Linked DNA regions of Mus musculus: regions 2, 3 and 4 are each linked to region 1. The links are chromatin contacts, called in public HiCAR-type and HiChIP or PLAC-seq maps. All regions are on one chromosome and are shown on one strand. The core of a region is the stretch at or near the end of the contact, and the rest is flanking DNA. Distances in the headings are between cores, read along the strand shown.

What was found. HiCAR-type assays count read pairs that join an accessible place to other places. HiChIP or PLAC-seq counts read pairs in DNA pulled down with a chosen protein or histone mark.
Region 2: a contact with region 1 is called in a HiCAR-type map of astrocytes, with 5 times the contacts expected there. The contact joins the promoter of Mfsd2a here to the promoter of Nfyc in region 1. A contact is called at or near these places in 7 of 39 promoter capture datasets (cranial neural crest, embryonic stem cells, frontonasal cranial neural crest and 2 more) and 5 of 115 datasets of contacts at active chromatin or transcription factors (T-cell acute lymphoblastic leukemia, astrocytes, embryonic stem cells and 1 more).
Region 3: a contact with region 1 is called in an H3K27ac HiChIP or PLAC-seq map of embryonic stem cells, with 11 times the contacts expected there. The contact joins the promoter of Cap1 here to the promoter of Nfyc in region 1. A contact is called at or near these places in 6 of 39 promoter capture datasets (cranial neural crest, embryonic stem cells, frontonasal cranial neural crest and 2 more), 1 of 484 Hi-C or Micro-C datasets (B cells), 13 of 115 datasets of contacts at active chromatin or transcription factors (T-cell acute lymphoblastic leukemia, acute myeloid leukemia, astrocytes and 5 more) and 3 of 9 other capture datasets (adipose tissue, embryonic stem cells and liver).
Region 4: a contact with region 1 is called in an H3K27ac HiChIP or PLAC-seq map of embryonic stem cells, with 9 times the contacts expected there. The contact joins the promoter of Ppt1 here to the promoter of Nfyc in region 1. A contact is called at or near these places in 2 of 39 promoter capture datasets (cranial neural crest and pre-B cells), 1 of 484 Hi-C or Micro-C datasets (CD4 T cells) and 3 of 115 datasets of contacts at active chromatin or transcription factors (astrocytes, embryonic stem cells and large pre-B cells).

What each region holds. Positions count from the first base shown.
Region 1 is chr4:120,824,255-120,827,284 of GRCm38.p6, reverse strand. It overlaps Nfyc (nuclear transcription factor-Y gamma), which reads left to right and starts at 1,544. Exons shown (of 10, transcript NM_008692.4): 1 at 1,544-1,755.
Region 2 is chr4:122,959,795-122,962,824 of GRCm38.p6, reverse strand. It overlaps Mfsd2a (major facilitator superfamily domain containing 2A), which reads left to right and starts at 1,637. Exons shown (of 14, transcript NM_029662.2): 1 at 1,637-1,884. The coding sequence starts at 1,792.
Region 3 is chr4:122,884,642-122,887,671 of GRCm38.p6, reverse strand. Cap1 (CAP, adenylate cyclase-associated protein 1 (yeast)) reads left to right here and starts at 1,596. Exons shown (of 13, transcript NM_001358035.1): 1 at 1,596-1,858.
Region 4 is chr4:122,834,591-122,837,620 of GRCm38.p6, reverse strand. It overlaps Ppt1 (palmitoyl-protein thioesterase 1), which reads right to left and starts at 1,394. Exons shown (of 9, transcript NM_008917.3): 1 at 1,242-1,394. The coding sequence starts at 1,365.

The DNA of each region.
Region 1 (3,030 bases), core at 295-2,794:
GTTTCTCTGTGTAGCCCTGGCTGTCCTGGAAATCACTTTGTAGACCAGGCTGGCCTCGAACTCAGAAATCCGCTTGCCTCTGCCTCCTGTCTTTTCTCTTTTCTTTTCTTTTCTTTTCTTTTCTTTTCTTTTCTTTTCTTTTTTCTTTTCTTTTCGTGTGTGTGTGTGTGTGTGTGTGTGTGTGTGTGTGTGTGTGCTGGGCATGGTAGTTTATGTCTGTAATCCCAGGACCCCGAGGCTAAGTAAGGAAGATTTAGCTGAGTTTAAGGTCAGTGTGGACTACATAATGAGCACCGGACAACCAGTTATAGACAGGCCTTGTGAAATACTACACTTCCCCATCCCCACCCCCACCTCCCCAAAATGGTTGGCTTCCATATTCAGCCTAAAGTGCCAAGATTAGAGGCATGTATTACCACACCAAGCCATACATATTGTGTTAATGTATTTGCATGGAATGCATTCGCCCATAGAAGGCAACATCTAGATGTCTTCAGTGGAAACTTCACCCTATTTTTTGACACAGGATTTCCCTGCGTAATTCTGGAAGTCCTGGAACTCGACAAGGCTGGCGTTGAACTCACAGACCCTCTTGCTTCCGTCTTCCCAGGTGCTGGAATTTCAGTTCTACCGCGCTGGCCCCAACCTATTTGTATAGACTGGGCCTCCCACTGAACCAGGAGCTTGCTTATTTAGCTAGGCTGGCAGGTTTCTTTTCAAGCCTTTCAGGTATGGGAGACTACTGTGCTAGTGGCTTATGGAGTGTTGGGGGGGCTAATGCAGGTCTTAATGCTTGTAGGAAGCACTTTACTGAGCCACCTCCCAACTCTTTAATTTTTTATGCCAATTTTTAAAAAAAATATTTATTATTTTATGTAAGTACACTGTAGCTGTCTTCTGACACACCAGAGGGCATCAGATGTCATTACGGATGGTTGTAAGCCACCATGTGGTTGCTGGGATTTGAACTCAGGACCTTCAGAAGAGCAGTCAGTGCTCTTAACCACTGAGCCATCTCTCCAGCCCTTTTTATGCCAATTTTAACGTTTTAAAATGTCACCTTTTTGGTTGTTTGGAAATTTTATTTCTTCACTTACTGGTGTGTGTGTGTGTGTGTGTGTGTGTGTGTGTGTGTGTGTGTGTGTGCGCGCGCGCGTCGCACATTAATGATCAGAGTTCAGCTTTCAGGACTCTGTTCTTCTGGTCCATCCTGGGTTCCAAGAATCGAATTCAGGTCGTCCGGTTTGCTGAGCCCCAGGCGGCTTTTTAAATTTTCCATGCCCGCGAAGTTCTTCTCTCCCTACCATTCATTTCCTTGAAGAACAAAACACGGAAAACTATTTCCTAAAACCCAGAAGCGAGCGCATCCTAGCTGAGAGCTTCAAGGATATAGAACGTCCTCGGAGGTCACCGAGAAACGCCTCCCGCGCCCCTGGGAAGGGGCGGGGCCCCAAAAGTCTCCGCTCTCACTATCCCGCTTGGCCAGGCAAGACAATTCTCGCGAGACTTCAGGCACCTCAGCCGCTGCGCACTACGCGTTGCTGGGAGTCGAGGCGCGGAGTGGGGGGAGGGGCAGGGGAGACGGTACAAACGGCGCGGCCGCCATCTTGTTTGCGCCCCCGCTCCGCACGCGCTCCGGTTTTTCGTGACGCACGCTTCCCCCTCCCCTCCGCCGCGCCCGGGCCTCTGCATTGCCCGACGGCGCAGCAGCGCGGGGGCGGCTGCTTTCTTCGCTGGACGCCGGAGTAGAGGCCTGTGAGTGTATGAAAGCTTGGGTGAGGAGGGGAGAGAGAGAGGGGGCGGCCGGCAGTGAGGGCGGTGCTTCCCGCCAATGGCGGAGAGCTCCCTTCCCTCTGCGGCCGCCGCTGCACTTCGGTCGGCTCTGCCGCCGCCATGTTATGTGTTCGCCGGGCCCGCCGCTGTCGTCGCGGCTGCGCTCGCGGGGTCCGTGCGCCTGGGCCCGCGGGCTTTCTCCCATTGGCGGAAGGCGACGGCGGGGGGGCTCGCTCGTGATTGGTCGGCGGCGGGGAGGCCGCGGACCTGGCACCTTATTGGTCACGCCGGCTCCGGCCTGGGGGGTGATGAAGGAATTGGCGGCTGTCGGGATGCTAGCTGCTCAGGCTCTGGCGGCAGGGCGACGGTCCCTCTAATGCCAGCGTGGCGGGGAGTCTCCGGGACGGAGCCGGAGGCCCAGAGGAGAAAGAGAGTGGTAGCCTGGCGTGTGGCCTGCAACGGGGAGGGGTCACTACTAATACCAGAGGCACGGTCAACTACAAGATGGGGTGTGCAAGCCCCTGCTTTGTAAACACGGAACAGAAGTGTCTTCGAGACCTAGGGGTGCTAGACTTGGAAATTGATCCAGCTTGGGAATGACCCTGAGTAGAAGTCTGAGTGCATGGTATGGAAGTAGTGGGAGTGAGGACCAGAAGGACAGAATCGGATTAGGGAGCCTGCTGTAAGAATTTGGGTTTTGAAACCCGGAGGATTAGTGTAGAACTCCAGACTCCATTCTGGGTTCTGAAATGGAGAGTGGGAAACAGGTAAACAGCCGGATCCCACTGGACAGGTGTATCAACTTTTAGAGGCTGAATGCCATTTTAACATTACATTAAGTAGAATCAGAAAGTCAGCTGTAGAATGTATTTGCATAATTGGGAAGTTGGGGGTTACAGGATTTGGGATCATGCTAGTTTTGAGATGTTATATATGAAATTTTCACTGGTCTAAGAAGAATATAGGATCAGAGCTTTGTGCTTGCTAGACAAACATTCTACCAACTGAGTTACCCCACTTCCCCCTTAAAATTGATCTCTCTTAACTTTCAGTTCAGAGGGCAGGTGAGACAAACTCAGGAGTAATAGACCTTGTTTCGCGTGCTTACCTGGGTGTATGAGTATATTTTACAGTCACACAGATATTGGCAGTGCCATCCTCATTCTGTGAGGGAACAAGCAAGAGTTTGTAAGTTGCTGGAGTCAGGTGTACTGTCCTTGTTGTGGGAGCAGCCGTGCAGATTAGGGTGAGAGGGTT
Region 2 (3,030 bases), core at 388-2,887, 2.1 Mb before region 1:
CTATTAGGTAGGTCCCTATTTTGTACACAAGGAGGTTAATAAAGTTGTTCAGGAACAACTAGATAGCCCGTCCATGGAGGTGCCTGGGGTTTTTCTGAATGGGCTGGCTCCTCTGGTGCTTCAGCTCACACTCACTGTGATTTAGTGGGATATGGGAGTGAAAGAGATAGAGTTCTTATTTTCAAGGAGGGCATAATCTGGCTCGGTTATTCAGATCACTTCTGGAATGCTGCCATTCAAAGGAGTGAAGAATTTAGGGCTGGAAGAGACTGTACAGGACTCCATAGCTTCCCTCCTATAGTATGGAAGAGAGAGAGGGCAGTGTGACAGTGGGGACAACAGGCCTTCTTACAGTCTTCACTATTTCCCTTGGCTTGTTTCTGGACAGTGATGTGCCAGGGCACACAAGGGTGCTGTGGCCATTGTGGAGGAGTCAGATCTCAATAGCTCTTCCCTGCAATCTGAACTAAGAGGAGGGGAAAAAAAAAAAGCTTGACACTGAGAAACACAGGTCCTGTGTGAGCGGTCTCTGAGAGTCTAAGCAGTAACTTCACTGAAGAGGGAGAGCTGGACTTGACCCAGGCTCCTGGGGATCTGTGAAGGCTGGAGTGCCATTAGCAGAGGTGGAAGGAAAGGCAGCAAAGACCGTTCTCTGCTGGCACCTATGCCTGGCCTCTGTTTAGATGATGACGGTCCTCCCTTCTTTCAAGGACCACATTCCTCTGCATGCTCTTTCTCAAAGCTTTTCTTTTCTCTTCTCTCTTTTCTTTTCTTTTCTTTTCTTTTCTTTTCTTTTCTTTTCTTTTCTTTTCTTTTCTTTTCTTTTCTTTTCGACACAGAGGGCTGCTGGCGTCTTGTATCTCCCAGGGCTTCCTGTCTGGGAGCACAGACATAGCTCAGCCTTCTGTAATTTATGCTGAGGGGCAGAGCAGGAGAGTTATGAGTAAAGACTTTGGAACTGGACAAAACCTTTCTGGCCTGTCTGTGTCGCAACAGCTGTTCTTCTTGTGTCCCCCTTTCCTGGGTTGTAAAATGGGGATAATAATAGTACCACCCTCAGATGGCGTTCATAAGCACCCAGTGAGGTCATGTTAAGCCTGTTAGAAAGCTACCCATAAACGGCTGCTGTGGCCATGGCTCCTTCTTAGAACTTGCGAGTTCCCCTGCCTGGAAGCGGTAGCCACTGGACTTGGTAATTTTTCTGTCCCATTGAAAAAGGCCCCTACTTTTCAAAGGGAGGAAGAGGAAATTGTCGATCTTGAGACACGAGGGACATTGATAATGAAAGTTACAGCCCATGGCCTCAGGTTTGGGGGAGGGGAGAAGCCACCTGACTCCGGATTTTAAAAGGAGCTGATGGGGATTCAGAAGTCAAGGGCCACAGGCTCTACTCAGGGAAAACTCACTCTGGGGGACCTCGGACAGGTCACTTTCAGCCTGGGACTTCAGTTTCCTCGGGCGAGTCAGGTGGGTTTCTCAGCTTTGCTTAGGTAGTTAGGAGCACGCGGTGTGGGTTGCCGGCTTTGAGAACGTGGCTGAGCAGCGAGGCTCCGCCAGCCGAGATGGGCAGGCGCGTGCAGGGATTGGCTGGAGGCGCAGGCCCGAACCTTTAAGAGGCGCGGAGGGGACGTGCTAGGGAGTTTTCATCGCCGGCGTTCCTGGTTTGCTAAGTGCTAGCGAACGTAGTAGTGGCTGGGGCTGCGCCTAGGATCGGAGCCACAGGCGAGTGCCGGCCGGCAGAACACAAGAGCATCCCGGCGTCCCGGTCCCACGCGGCGTGGCCCGCGGGTCATGGCCAAAGGAGAAGGCGCCGAGAGCGGTTCCGCGGCGGGGCTGCTCCCCACCAGCATCCTCCAAGCCAGTGAACGGCCGGTCCAGGTGAAGGTGAGGTCCCGAGAGGAGGGCAAGGGGTGGTGGGCCGGCCGGGATGTGGGTATAGGGGCGTCGGAGACTAGGTCTGGCCTTGGGACACTTGGCGGTAACAGGGTACAGCGAAGCTTGAAAAAAGCAAGGAGTGCTCTGGGACCGGGAGTGATGGAGAAAGTCTGAAGCCCCTTTGCACACCCCTACAATGGGTTTGCGCCAAGAGAGGCGCCGGCAACTCTACGCGGCGTGGGGCTCTCCCCAGCGCTCTAGGTTCTACTGTGCTGAGCCACACTAGTTTCTCTCCCTAGACCTGAAGAGACCCCAGAAGTCTGAGAGTCCCTTTGGTTCTCCATCTCTCACCACCCCCCACTCTCGTGCTTTAACTCTGAGGAGGGCCACTCAAGTTCATTCATAAGAACAAGGGCTTTGCTCTTAAAGGAGCCGCATACCGAAAGCGTTTGTGTGACTGAGGGTTCACATGCACAGAGCTCCGCGTGTCTCGACATCCTCTCTCTCCGATCCGTTCTAACTCTTTGGATCTATTTAACCACACCATGAAACCATGCGGCCCCAGGAAAGGAATCTCTCACAATATAGCTAATTGGGAGGTGCTTAACTTTTCCTTTTAATTTTATTAACTGTTCTTGGAAGAAACGAGTAAGCAATTATGCTGTTACCATGTATGAGTAATCTCTACTTTCCCTGGGCAACCTCAGCCTCCCCTAGTGCTCCACCCGGAGAGGGCTGAGCCCTGCACCTGGAGCCCTTTTTACCCCTCTCCAAGGTCCCCTAGGAGCTGGAAAGGGTGCGTGTTAGGCAGATGGATGGTAGGACTGCTCAAGGGTTTGCCTGGAGCTGAAGACTCCCTACAGGGGCCCGGGAACTTTGGGACAGATTGAAAGAACAGCTGAGGATGCAGCGGGCTGGGCGCCCCCCCCCCTTCTGGTGCACTCATCCAGGACGCAGGTGGATCCTAGCTGCTGCGGGGCGTCAGGGAGGGAGCCTGGGCTGGGCTCAGGGAACTTTTGGCAGCAAGAGGATTTTCAGGTTGTGGCAGCTAGTGCCAGGTAGGGACAGGCCCATTGCTACCGCATGCTCTTTCTGGGTAACTTGGAAAGGAGCTGAGGGCCTGGGAGAAGATTTTATTTATTTATTTATTTATTT
Region 3 (3,030 bases), core at 347-2,846, 2.1 Mb before region 1:
TAGGTGTTGGGGAATCAAACTCAGGATTTGGAAGCAGATGTCTTTCTCCAGTTGAGTCATCTTTCCAGCCCAAATGTATTTGTTTGTTTGAGGCAGGGTCTCACTGTGTCTGGAACTCATTATGTAGACCAGGCTGGCCTTGAACTCACAAAATCAACCTGCCTCTGCTTCCCGGGTGCTGGAACTAAAGGTGAGCATTACCACACCTGCCCCTGAAATGAACATATTATAAACGGATGATTTTTGTGCCATAATTTGGTATGTTGTCATTTCTGTTTTAAACAAACTGGGAGTCATAAACTGGGGGAGGCCAGTAAATTGTCCAAAGCACCTTGATCAAAGTCGGGACGCTAGTAAAGGGCTCGGAGTCAGGAATGGAACAACTTACGTCTACAACCAGAGGCACCCAATGCCTCAAATGTTCCCAGATCTATCTATCACTGGGGATGATTAAATTCATTGGTTCTAAGACAGTCAAATGCGTGCTCTGTTTAAAGTTTCAACATCTACTTTGTGACCTTGGCAAGTTATTCAGCTTCCTCATTTGAAGCTCCGAGGATGTAATGGTACCTACCGCAGAGAGTTGCTATTAGGATTAAATGAAAATGGTTTGAGCGCTCAGCACAAGCCTGGCATGTAGTCAGCGCACAGTAAATGGTAGCTATTATTACATGAACTGTATTTGTTGAATGATTGACTCTGGCATATAACACCTGCATTCAACTTGAACGCGGAGTTGTCAGTCATCCAGTCGAAGGGGTAGGAACCATAGCACAGCACTCGCCAATTTTTTTTCTAGAAATAAATCTTTGTGGGAGGATAATGACCGGTTGGAAAGTGTTAAGTCCGGAGGAAACAAAGACGCGATCCCCCGTCTAAGAAGCAGGGAGGCGAAGACTGCCCTGCAGGCTGCAGTTACAGCTCTGAATCGCACACGGGCTCATTAGCAGCCAGCTGGGCATACATAGCTTGGGGCGATGAAGCCTCAAAAGCAAGATTTTTAAGGAATGGGACAAGATCTCCTTTAATTTTGCTCATTTCATTTCAGGGACCACACCCTACAGGGTGGGAGGAAGAACTCCGAAGCCTGAGGCGGAAGCTTAAGCACAGCCACGGACCTGACCATCTATGGTCACAAAACGCACAGAGCAAACAGGAAGTGGGGCGCGAGTGGAAGATTTTCTCCACCTTCCCAGCCCTAGCCTCGGAATCGAGCGAGGGCGAGCATGCCCAGACGCTCAAAGCCTACTCTATTAGCCTCCGCGACCGAGTCCATTGCTTTTCTGTACTACAGACAGGGAAACCAAGGCTTGCACGCCCAGCCAGGGGCGAAATTTGGTCCCGGTCCCCCCAACCACCAGACACTGGGTCTCAGAGCCTTCTAGCCCCACTGTTGTTCCCTGAACCTCTTCCGGACTGAGGCTAAAAACGTAACGACCTCAGTCTCCGAGCACAAATTGACAAAACAAGCAGCCACTCAGCTGTCTTCCTTTGAGGAGGTGGGGCTTGGTTAGGAACTCCAGCTCCTTATTGGTCTGGGCCTCGGGGCGTGACCAACCGTGGACACGCCCCTTCCCCGAGTTTTCCTCCCCCACCTCCCTTGGAGGCGGAGCCCTTTTCCAAACGCTCCTAAGCCAGATTCTCTCTCCGGTGGCGGGGAATGAGGGCGGAGTCACGAGCGGAGCGGCCAAACTTCTTCCTCTCCCCCGGGCTAGCGTTACAGCCAGTGGTTCATTTCCGGTGGGGGTGCCGCGCCCAGTGAGGGCCCGGAAGTGGGTCGCGCGAAGACCGCTGGGCGGTTCTTGCCGGAAGTGGAGAGCGGCTGATCGCAGTCCGGAGGTGAGGCGGAACTCTTAAGGTGAGGGTTGGTGGTTGGATAAGGATTGGGATGGTCTTTGGGGCCCACCGGGTCCTGGCCGTTAGTAAAGGCTGTGCTAGCCTACGCGCGTTTGAGGAGTCTTGCTGAAAGGCCGGGGTTTGGGCCCTTCGGCCATCCCGGGCTCCTGGGTGCGGTCTCTTGAGGTGGGGCTGGGGTACCAGATTGAACCAGGAGGTCTTGGGGAAGCCACTTTCTCCTTGATTTCGCAGCTCTGCCTATCAGCCTCCGCGGAGGCCTGATTCCTAAAGGCATCCTAACCAACTGAATGGACCCTGGGAGACCTTAGAATTTCCTCCTGACCGGGTCTTGTTCCCATTACTCGGATGGGTAACTTGATCTCGGAGAAGAAAAGAATCTGGTTTTAGAGAGAGGTTTCCAGTCCTAGATCCTTCCTTTCCTTGGAACCTCTCTAACTTTCGATCTGGGCAGCTGCAGGTTAAAGGCTATCTGGTAGTAGAACTAAAAAAAAAAAAAAAGTTAAAAATTTGGAATGCCTGTTAAATTTAAGGTAGGCTAGTAAGCCCTGCGTTTACGTTCAGTGAGCTCCCCTTACTCTTAGACTGCCACTGTTCACTCGCAATCCAAGCTAACTTTATGGGAGGTGCTGTCCACTTCTGGATCTGAAGTCAGATGATTCAGGTTGGGTCTGGCACAGTTGCCAAGTGCCTGTGGTCGTAGGATCGCTGTGTTTATTCTGTGTTGGCAACATGGAAAATGTCATCGAATACAGCTTTGAAAAGTCTAGTCATTGCCCCCATCGAGTTAGCAGTGAAAGACAGTTAAGAAATAGTTACAAATGTGGTGAGGGTGCTGTGGAAGGACGCAGCAAGGGAGTCAGAAGCGTTTTGAAAGATCAAGAGGGTGTGTGTGTGTGTGTGTGTGTGTGTGTGTGTGAGAGAGAGAGAGAGAGAGAGAGAGAGAGAGAGAGAGAATATATTAGATAGAGGTTAGTTAGTATCAGAACTGTCAGCTGTAGCTCTTTGTACTGCTTTCCCTTGAAGTGAAAATCCAGGGTTAGAACAGCACGTTCATCATCTGCCAAGCATTTATTGGACCTCAGTATGTGTGAAAACATTTTAGCTTAGGCACTTAGCCCTTCTGGCTAGGAATACACTTGTTCTCTGGTGATATGTACAGTATGGGAGGAACCG
Region 4 (3,030 bases), core at 145-2,644, 2.0 Mb before region 1:
CTGCCTCCGGAGTGCTGGGGAGTTACATTCCTAAACTAGCTCTTTACAGTTGCTAGCTAGCACAAAGGGCTTAGAACAGTTCTTTACAAATGTAAATTCTACCACCTCACAAGTTCCTAGTGAAATTCCAAGTCCTTACACTAATCTTAAAAGCCCCAGCATACTTGTCCACCCTCTTATTCCCTTGCTCCCGCTGCTCCTGCTACACTGCTCTGCATGCTAGTCTGCCAAGCTCAGGGCCTTTGCACCTGCTGCTCCTGTGACCACATGTCCCTATGGCATCTTCCCTCGTCCTCCTTTTTTTCTTCTCTTTTTTCCTTCTTTTATTTTTTTTATTGGATATTTTCTTTATTTACATTTAAATGTTTTCCCCTTTCCAGGTCTCCCCATCGGAACCCCCCTATCCAATCCCCCCTCCCCCTGACTCTATGAGGGTGTTCCCCACCCACCCACTCCTGTCTTCCCTCCCTGGCATTCCCCTACACTGGGGCATCGAACATTCTCAGGTTCAAGGGCCTCTCCTCCTACTGATGTCCAAGTCCATCCTCTGCCACATAGGCAGCTGGAGCCATGGGTCCCTCCATGTGTACTCTTTAGTTGGTGGTCCAATCCCTGGGAGCTCCGGGGGGGTGGGGCGGGAGGGAGGATCTGGCCAGTTGCTCCCTCCATGGTGCTGCATCCTCTTAAGCTCTACTCAGTTGTCACTCTTGGGTGAATCCCGTTTCCTGTTCTAACTTGCTCCGTAGAAGCACAAGCTCACACCTGAGGCTCTATCTTCTGTTTTCACTGCACTCCTGGCCATTTGACAAGTTTCCCGTATTTCCTTATAATACGTTTCCCCCACTGGACAGCAAGTTCCAGAAAGATGAGAATGCTTCATGCTCAGGTATAGCAGGTGCTCTGAGGTAACTGTATAAAGGACATGAAGGCCCCTGGTAGATCTCTATTCAGATGTGAAGGAATGAAAGCCTGAGTGTGCAGTCCAGCTCTGCAGGGGCAGGCTGGACTGACTGTGAGATACTGCAGGCTGATGCTACTGCTGCCAGGATTTTAACAAAGCATAAACCAAGCCGTGCACAATACTCACTGAGCACTCACTAAAGACACCTGGTTGTCGTCCCTTCCGTGCAGAGCAACAAATCCGAAAACCTTGGACTAGGCGGGTGCTGTGGAATCCCTATCGTCTTTCCAGATTTAAGAACCGAGGGGGGAAAAGGATGCCCCCGTCCACGCCCACTCACCCATCCCATGCCAGATCACCAGCGGTGGTGGTGAAGGTGGGTCCAGATGCCCCAGGGCCCAGGCGGCGCAGCACCAAGGCAGCAGAGCGGCAGCTAGCAGCCTCCGCGAACAGGACGACGCCATCTTAGCAATCACATGACCGCGGGGACTGTGGACCAAAGTAATTCCGGTGGCCACGCCCCCTGCCGGGCTCTGCATCCTGACAGAGACGTTTATTCATTGCTTAACACCCACCAGACTCTACTATATAAGGGCTTTCCATCTTTTAATTGATCTTATGCACTGCTCTCATTTTACACCCAAGGACGCCTAGGTGACAATTCCCCCTTCCCCCTACGGAACTTTGCCTTCTCTTTCAGCTGTGTATTAGCAGAAAAGAGCTGTTTATTCGCTAACAATTATGTCATTTGCACGTAATTTTAATTCTATGTGTGGGCGTTTCATATGTGTACGGCTCGCGTTCTACAGCGCATGTGTGGAGGCCAGAGAACCGCTTGCAGGAGCGGTCAGAGGGATTGAACTGAGGTCATCCATCAGGCTTGGCTGCAGGTGCTTTCCCCCTAGGAGACTGTTTTTATTTTAGCACATGTGTGAGAAATTAGGTAAGGTCCTCGGAGGCGGAGGCAGAAAACTCTTCAGCACAGTGCCATAGTACTTATAGCCCTTGGAAGAAAAGGCTCAGTGTCGGGACTGGGGAAGGGAGACTTGATTTTCATCCAGGGCAAGTTATATCATGGTGAGGTTTGGTTTGGATCGTAAAGCTAAGATGGGGTTTCAAAAGCTAAAGATGTAATTAGGGAGGAGGAAGTTTGGACTCCTGAAGAGGGAAAAAAGTATCTTATTAAAGATGTAATAAGACTTCCAGGCTGTCATGGACTCTCAGGTATTTCATGTACTAGGAAGATGGGAAACATAGCTACGTCCTATCCAAGCTCCACTCTGGTTTATTATAGCCCAGAGGCTCCTGTCTATGCTCCCACATCTTTTCTAGATTCCCTCAGTGCAGCCTCGGCACCTCAATGACAGTGTCAAACATTTTTTCCCCTAAAAAAGCATTAAAAATGTTTAAAGGAATCTGTTAAATAGGGTGTATTCACGGTACAGTGGGACTCTCTGACACCGGCTTTATAAAGGATGAAGTAGTCTTGTAGAGAGCGACATATGAAAAATCTAGAAGAATAACCGGTTGTGCACCCACATGAAACCCTTCTGTACCACCCCACTGAAACCAGCAGTTACTTAGTAATTGGAAAGCCAATTAAAATACAGGATTAGGATGCATTATACAGTGCACAGTCTGATAAGCGTTGGGCCAGCTAGATTGTTCAGCTGGATAAAACAATGGCCACTAAGCCATTCCTGATCCTTTCCTCTTGAGAACTATGATAGCTTGAGGTTAAAAAAAACAAGTTGTGCAAGCTGTCTTCTGAGCTCTATACACCGACAGTCACATGTCCCCATAGAGACTCATAAACACACAATGTAAACAAATAAATCAGAGTAAAAACAAAGGAAAGCAAAAATAGGCCCGGGGCCAGGAAGACAGCTCTGTCTTTAAAGTGCTTGCTGCTTCAGCGTAGAATCTGAGTTGGATGGCCACACCCGCAGGTGTAGGGAAGTGCAATCCCAGTGTGGAGGAGGCAAAGACAAGGGGATCCCTGGGTTTTGCTGGCTGCCGGGCCACAGTCTAATCAGATCGCCAGGTTCCAGGTTCAGTGGGAGCCTTTGTCTCAGATATGAGGTGAGAGGGATGGAGAAAGAAACCAGATAGGTCTCAGTAGCCCAAGT